Linked DNA regions of Delphinus delphis: region 1 is linked to region 2. A link is a contact called in public Hi-C data. All regions are on one chromosome and are shown on one strand. Each heading gives the region's core, a stretch centred on a gene start, on an enhancer-like site or on the middle of the called end of the contact. The rest is flanking DNA. Distances are from core to core; before and after follow the strand shown.

Evidence for each region. Hi-C and Micro-C count contacts between places; a contact is called where the count stands out from the background.
Region 1: a Hi-C map of lung shows a contact between it and region 2, with 4 times the contacts expected there. The contact joins the promoter of PDCL3 here to the promoter of RPL31 in region 2. A contact is called at or near these places in 3 of 3 Hi-C or Micro-C datasets (lung and muscle).

Annotation. Positions count from the first base shown.
Region 1 is chr12:7,577,318-7,580,813 of mDelDel1.2, reverse strand. It overlaps PDCL3 (phosducin like 3), which reads left to right and starts at 1,470. Exons shown (of 6, transcript XM_060027273.1): 1 at 1,470-1,616. The coding sequence starts at 1,611.
Region 2 is chr12:7,200,472-7,203,683 of mDelDel1.2, reverse strand. It overlaps RPL31 (ribosomal protein L31), which reads left to right and starts at 1,750. Exons shown (of 5, transcript XM_060027270.1): 1 at 1,750-1,785; 2 at 2,182-2,288. The coding sequence starts at 2,182.

The sequences.
Region 1 (3,496 bases), core at 221-2,720, 380 kb before region 2:
ATAAATACAGACTAAGGTGATTTTTGTATGTTAATTTACTATCCTGCTCCAATACCGAATTCTCAGATTGTTAGTATGAATTTAAGACTTGATACTCCCAGGGTTTTCCAAGTATGCTATCATATCATATCACCCACAGATAGAAATCTTTTTTTCCAATTCTTTTCTTTTTCCATTCTTACAGTTCCAATTTTTTCTCCTGAGCCTTAATTATTTTCTTCAGAGCTAAGAGTGATGGAATGATGGACAGAAGTTTCTGGGGAGGTGGGAGGGACGGCAGTCTGGAGCACGGGAGGATAGAGTCTTTGACCAAAGTGGGAGAGGCACCTTTCTCTGAGAGACGAGAAGGCAGTAGAGTTCGAGCCTTTGGCTTGTTAATCTCCTCTGGAGAGAGGGATCACGGGGTGGGGGTGGAGGTGAGTGTCGGCCACCGGAAGTAACACGGCTTGGAAACAGAAAAGGGTAAAACAGCGCTCCCTCTAGTGCTGTGGAGGACACTAAGCTTAGCACTGGGCCAAACCCACTCTAAACTAGCCTGGGTCCTGACTTTTCTGATGAAACCAGGAAAATTCATTCAGTTTGCTGCCAAATAAATGAATAACCACATGTTTTAAGTGACCTATAATTCTGTGGGAAGGAGTTAGCTAATCTTAAGAATTCTTATAAATGATTAAATCAAAGCTCCTTGCCTTCAAGCAGTCATTTGATTCACTTTATATCAATGGTTGTGTATATTAGCAACACCTGAGGATCTTTAAGAAAATAATCAGTTCCAGGTCCCATTGCTAGAGATTTAATTTGGGGATGGAGCCCCAGGGTAGCTGCAGTTTTTGGAAGGCTCCCAGGTGGTTCTAATGTAGCCAAAGTTGAGAGTCCAAGTTGAGTCCTAGCCTACCCTATAGATGTGTGGGTCTGTGTTACCTGTGTCTGCTTAAGCTGCCAGGAGGCGGCCACCTAGCTCAGATGTGCAGGGAGGAGTATTGCTTTCATTTAACTCAAATTCCAAGTGCTGCATACACAGAAGCCTGGGGCCCAGCCCCTGTATCTTACAATTCAGTTTGCTGAGTTCTACTCGGTATCTCCAGTGTGCCCCGCAAAGGGCTAAGCACTTCTGCAAATATAAAACGCCTGAGGCTTAACCAGGTGAAGAGACTTTCACCTTTCTGTTTTAGGTAACCCTGCATCATTTTTAGTTGTAACACTGAATCACTGAAACGCGTTTCTAATTCTAACTTCTTGGGCAGAGACCTCAGACACCTTCGTCCCGCGGCGGAAGGCCCCCCGGTCCCGCAGCGGACTGCACCTCGGCCTCAGGGCTCGGAGGCCGAAGACCTGCCCTAATTAGGTAGCGCCCGGGGATTGGCTCAGAGTCGCACTTGTAGGCGCGTCCTGCCTCGCGCACGCGCACACTTTCGCGCCAGTCTGTTGAGAAGCGGGCGCAGGCTCAGAGGAGAGAGTTCGCTTCCCGCTGGCTCCGCCCAGCTCGCTCCCGGGGGGCGGGGCGAAGGCCGGGCTGGGAGAAGAATGGGGCGGCGGCTGCGCGCGTGCGCGGAAGAGAGCTGAGGGGTGGTTAGGCCGTCGCTGGCCGGGCTCGAGGGAGTTGTGAGAAAATGCAGGTGAGCAAGCCGGGGGGCGCGACGTCTGGAGGCTGCGGCCGTTCGTTCGTCCCGCTGGGTCTGCGCCGGCGGCGGGCTGTCCTTGCCAGACCTGTGGGAAGCGCCGGGCCCCGCAGGCACGGGGAGGCCACGCGCGGCTAGGCCGGCGCAGGCGCGGTGCGGACGGGCGGGCGTGGTCCCGCGGGTCCGCGGGCTGGGCGTCGCCACGCCGTGTGTCCCACTCTGGAATCTCAGCCCTGGGGGCTGCCTCTCCTTGAGCTCGTCTCCCGTGCGGCCTGTGAAGGCCTCTCCGGGTCTTAACTGAGAGTTACTTCCTACTTGTTAACTCTCTTAGCGAGCACCTGAGCAGGTGTGTTGTGGACCCCTTCGCGGATGGAAGCTGAGGCTTGCACGAGTGGAGGGTCCCGCCTGGGGGGTGGGGTGTCCCATAACACAACCCGTGTTCTGACTCCACCTAGAGCAGGGTGAGGGGTTATTACACCCTCCCCGCAACGTTGGTGTTCAGGTGGAGAGGTGCGCCCCCTCTGGACTCCCTGGCTTCCAGAGCTCAGCCCGAGGGTCCCGCAGCCCAGTTACTTTCCATCTTAAAATGGATAAAACCACATCCCCCAGTTTTGTTCTTTCATTGTATCAGGAATTTGCTAATGGAATTTGACTAAAACCTACGGAAAAGTGGGAAAAAATGACACCGTGGAAATGGATGCTTTTATGAGAAAATCTCTGACAACTCAATTTGGTCACTGTTGAAGGACCCTTCGCCAGAGTCATTCTGCTGCCTCCCGGATCTCGCTGTGGTCAGGAATCCTGAGGGACTCATCTCTGACTCAGCGGCAAAAGGGAGATGGAGTTAGTATGGGTTTGATTAGGGGCTGGAGAGGACGATCATCTCCGAATCCAGCGCGTCTGGTGAAGAGGAAACTCAGGGCTGCCCTGGCCTCCTTTGCATCCTCTGTCCTTCAGGTCTCGGCTTAAAAACATCGCCTCCTTCCTGACCACCCTGTGGAAAGGATTCTGTTCGTATTTTTTTTTTTTTTCTTTTTTTTTGCTTTACGCGGGCCTCTCACTGTTGTGGCCTCTCCCGTTGCGGAGCACAGGCTCCAGACGCGCAGGCTCAGTGGCCATGGCTCACGGGCCCAGCCGCTCCGCGGCATGTGGGATCTTCCCGGACCGGGGCACGAACCCGTGTCCCCTACACTGGCAGGTGGACTCTCAACCACTGCGCCACCAGGGAAGCCCCTAGTTTTTCTTTTGACATATTTCAGCAAGACTGGGACAAGGAGCTGGGGCTGAGGCCTGGTTATCCCTGTGCCCTTTCCACAACTCCCTGGTTTCATATTCCAGACCGGGTCCGTTAGCAGTGTTCCTGCCAAGCAGTGCCAAACCAGGGTTTGGGCCGCTGGGTTCTGGAGCTAAGAGCCCACTTCGACATTTATCCTTCTGACATTTGATCCTGGTGAATTTGACTTGTTCCAGCCTGGCGCTGTGGCTGTCCCAGGCTTGTGAGGATTAACTAGGTAGATACAGGTAAGGGGCTTCGCAGGGTCCCAGCACCTAGGACTCAGTAAGCAGCAGCCGCTGTGAGCTCTTCCACGGGGTCTCAGCTCTTCCTCTCAGGATTGGGCGTTAGAGAGTCAATCAGGCTCTTTTCCCTCTGATTTTCCTGCAGCCACTCAGGGCTTTAGGATGCTTGATCTCCTCACTCAGGCCCTTTGCACAGGCTGGTCCCTCTGCCTGGAAAGTAATTTCCTAAGTTTTCACTCCTCTTTGTGGTTTCGTCTCACCCTCCAGTCATGGTTAAACGTCACCTCTTCTGAAAGAACGTCCTTGGCCATCCTGTGGAATGCAGGCCCCCTGGAACGCTCTAGCTCAGCAGCCTGTTG
Region 2 (3,212 bases), core at 501-3,000:
AAATTTCCTTTAGGATTATTCCCTAACCAGCCAATGTCCAGTTATGGGAGAAGCAGGGTAACCCATCAGCACATTCACTGAAATAATACAGGCCTTAAAATATATACTCCAATATTGGGTTACCACTTTATACACACTTAAAAGGTCCTGAATTTAATTCAGTATGTGACTCAACTTCCTTTAAAACCATCTGCCCCTCCCGAAGTCCCCACCTCTTTCAGTGGAGCCACGACCCCACCCATCGATATAAACTGAAAAACTTTATCCTCCATGCTGGTAAATTCCTTTCTGTCAGAGGGGATTTTGTACGTGGAAAGATAGTCACCACTAACTGTAAGTCATTTAATGTCCAACTGACTAATCTTATACATTTATCGATTAGCATTCTTTTAACCATTAAATAGTCAACATTTCCCTTATTAATCACATGCTGCTTAAACAACAAATGAGTCAATATTTAGGAATTTACCCCCAAAATTTCCCCAATTATGAAAAGAGATTACAAATAACCCTTGTAAGAATTAAAATCTCAAGTCTGATACAGAAGCTTTCTTAAAAGTTCTAAAAGGATCCACAAAATATAACTATATATATATATATCTTTACATCTAAACTGGTTGCAAAATGTGAATATCACAGATTTAACGCGTCTGTATTTTACAACATGCTCATTCTCACACCTTCTCAGCGCTCCAGTTTTAACATACCGTTCTAGGGTTTCAATAACTCACCCAGTAAAGTTTTTACACCTCCCTAGGTTTAAGGATCTTATCATGCCCTCGCCCCCTCCAAAAGAGAACGCAATTTCTGATCGGCAGACTGAAGGTCCAGAGTTGTGAACCCGTGGGTTTGGCCTGGGGACGCGGGACTTGGCTCTGTAGTCTGTCAACTCACACCCGACCTCCTGGCGTCAGGTTCCTCCCTTTTCATTCTCAAGGTACGTATCTTACATCAGGTGTTGGATAAAAGTGCTGCTTCTATTGCTATTATTGGGCCATTTTGTTGTGATCGAGCGAAAAACAGGTATTTCTTTAAGGTCATGAAATCATATTGATTTCTCCAATGTAATAGCTTGTATAGTATTTTACTCTCCCTTTCTAAGGTGATTTTGTCAACTACTAACAGTCTCCTAAATTGACACTTCATATAGTCAGTTACAAACTGGCGATTTTGATTTCGAAACACTTCTTGTGCAGGCCTCTGCTCTACCCCCCTCCTCGCCCCTAGCCCAGGTCCCACTGCGGCTGATCGCGGCCCCCCACCCAACCCCGAGAGGCTCCCCGGGCCGGGCAGCGAGGACGCCCTTCTCGCGAGCCCGCTCTGCCCGACCGGAGCCCCTCCAGGGCGGCAGCCGCGTCAGTCATCTCCGGGCCTCCAGCCGGGAACACAGGGTCAGACACCGCTGGCCGAATCACTGAGCGAGTGGGAATAACAGAAGAGCGACTTTCCTCCCCGCCACGCCCTCCTCCACCTGGGGACCAAGGTCCGGTTTCCTCTCAAGAGTAAGACCGGAGACGCAAGTCCCTCCCACACTCGTTCGCGCGCAGGAGGCGGGGTCGCGCGGCAGGAAGCTGGCGCAGAGAGCGCGACTCTCCAGGTCCCGCGCCCGAGGCCCTCTAGATTTTCCCTCCCGGCGCGCGCCGCTTACGTCACAGCCTCGCCTCTTCCCTCCTCTCACCCGCCCCCTCCACCCGCCTCCAGGTGACCCGGAAGTTGTATTTGCGACCCTGCTTTCCTTCTCCCACAATCCCTCCCGGCCTTCCTTTCTAACCCCGGACGAGCAAGGTGAGTATGTGCGCTCGGTGCCGGCTGCAGGAATCCGGCGGCATCCTCGCCCCGGATTGTGTCGACTAGGACAGCGGGCTCTCTCTTGACCCGGCACGGGGCCCCGCGTTCCGACGGCACGGGAATCTGCCCTGCATTTAAGGGCTCCCGGAGACTGGGAGAGAGAGTGGCCAACCTTAGGAGAACCCGGGCCGCAGGGGTTTCCGGGGCGGGGGCACCTAAGGGGCGCGGATGCTTGGGCTGCGCGGGGTGGCCGGCTTGGCTTTGTCCAGACCTGGGGCTTCAGGGGCCTCGCCGGACCCGCTCCGAGGGCGGCTGCGTGAGGCCGGGCCGGGAGGGAGGACTTGGCTTGGGTTTGTCCCACTCGCTCTGAGCCTCGTTGTTGCCTGGGCTTAGATGGCTCCCGCAAAGAAGGGCGGCGAGAAGAAGAAGGGCCGGTCCGCCATCAACGAGGTGGTGACCAGAGAATACACCATCAACATTCACAAGCGCATCCACGGAGTGTGAGTACCCCTGCGGTCGTCTATGCCTTGCTGATGGGGGCTCCCGAGATGGCGGTCTGGTTGTCCCTGGGGTCAGTCTAGTCGTCTGGATGCTGTGTGGTCTAGAAATTACGCATTTCTTCAAAAGCTCGTCTGTATTCCGTGGACCCTGTTTAAGGCTTACAGGGGTTAAAGCGTAATGCTCAGAGGTTAATACCTAGACAGATTAGGTTTCTGGGAGAGCCAACTTGGAGAAATACGGTAACGATAAAATCATTTCACTCTGTTTCGCAGTTACACCTTGGCAGGCCTGAAGGATGAAAGATGTGTATATGAGGGGAAGCAAGCTTTTTCGATGTGTCTAGGCCTTAGTAAAGGTAACCAGTTAGCTAAAGCTGTGCCCGGCCCAGAATACGAACACTCCGATGGGCTTCCTTTAGTTCGCTGACCTCCACAGTTGCGTAGTAACATCGGTAAAGCTGTAATGCCGCCAGTGCAGCTGCTGGAGGGACCGGAAAAGAGTGTATCGGTGGGGTTATAGGGCCGTGTTTGTGCCGGCGACACTTGGAGGTTGTGGATTAGTGAGGTGCAAGCATATTGGGAACGATTTGGAACGTGCTGGTTCTTGGTTTTCGTCCCTGGGGTTTGGTGGTTCCCTGTTCTCAAGCTTAGCGAGGCTTCCCGTTTTTTCTGCACATGGTGCTTACTAGTGATGATGGAGACCAAACCTCTTCTTGAATACTGTTACTTGGGGTATTTTTGATAGCATGTGTTGCACTGCAGAATACTGTATTCGGGCACCAGTCCGTGGAGCAGAATTGCCTGCGCTTGCTCGGGCAGTCTCGTATCTGGACAGCCCGTTTTGTGAGGGAGCTCAGTGTGCAGCAGCGTCCGCGTTGGGCCTGGCGTTTCCGGCCAGGCGTTGACCGTGTGCGAGCCAAGGAG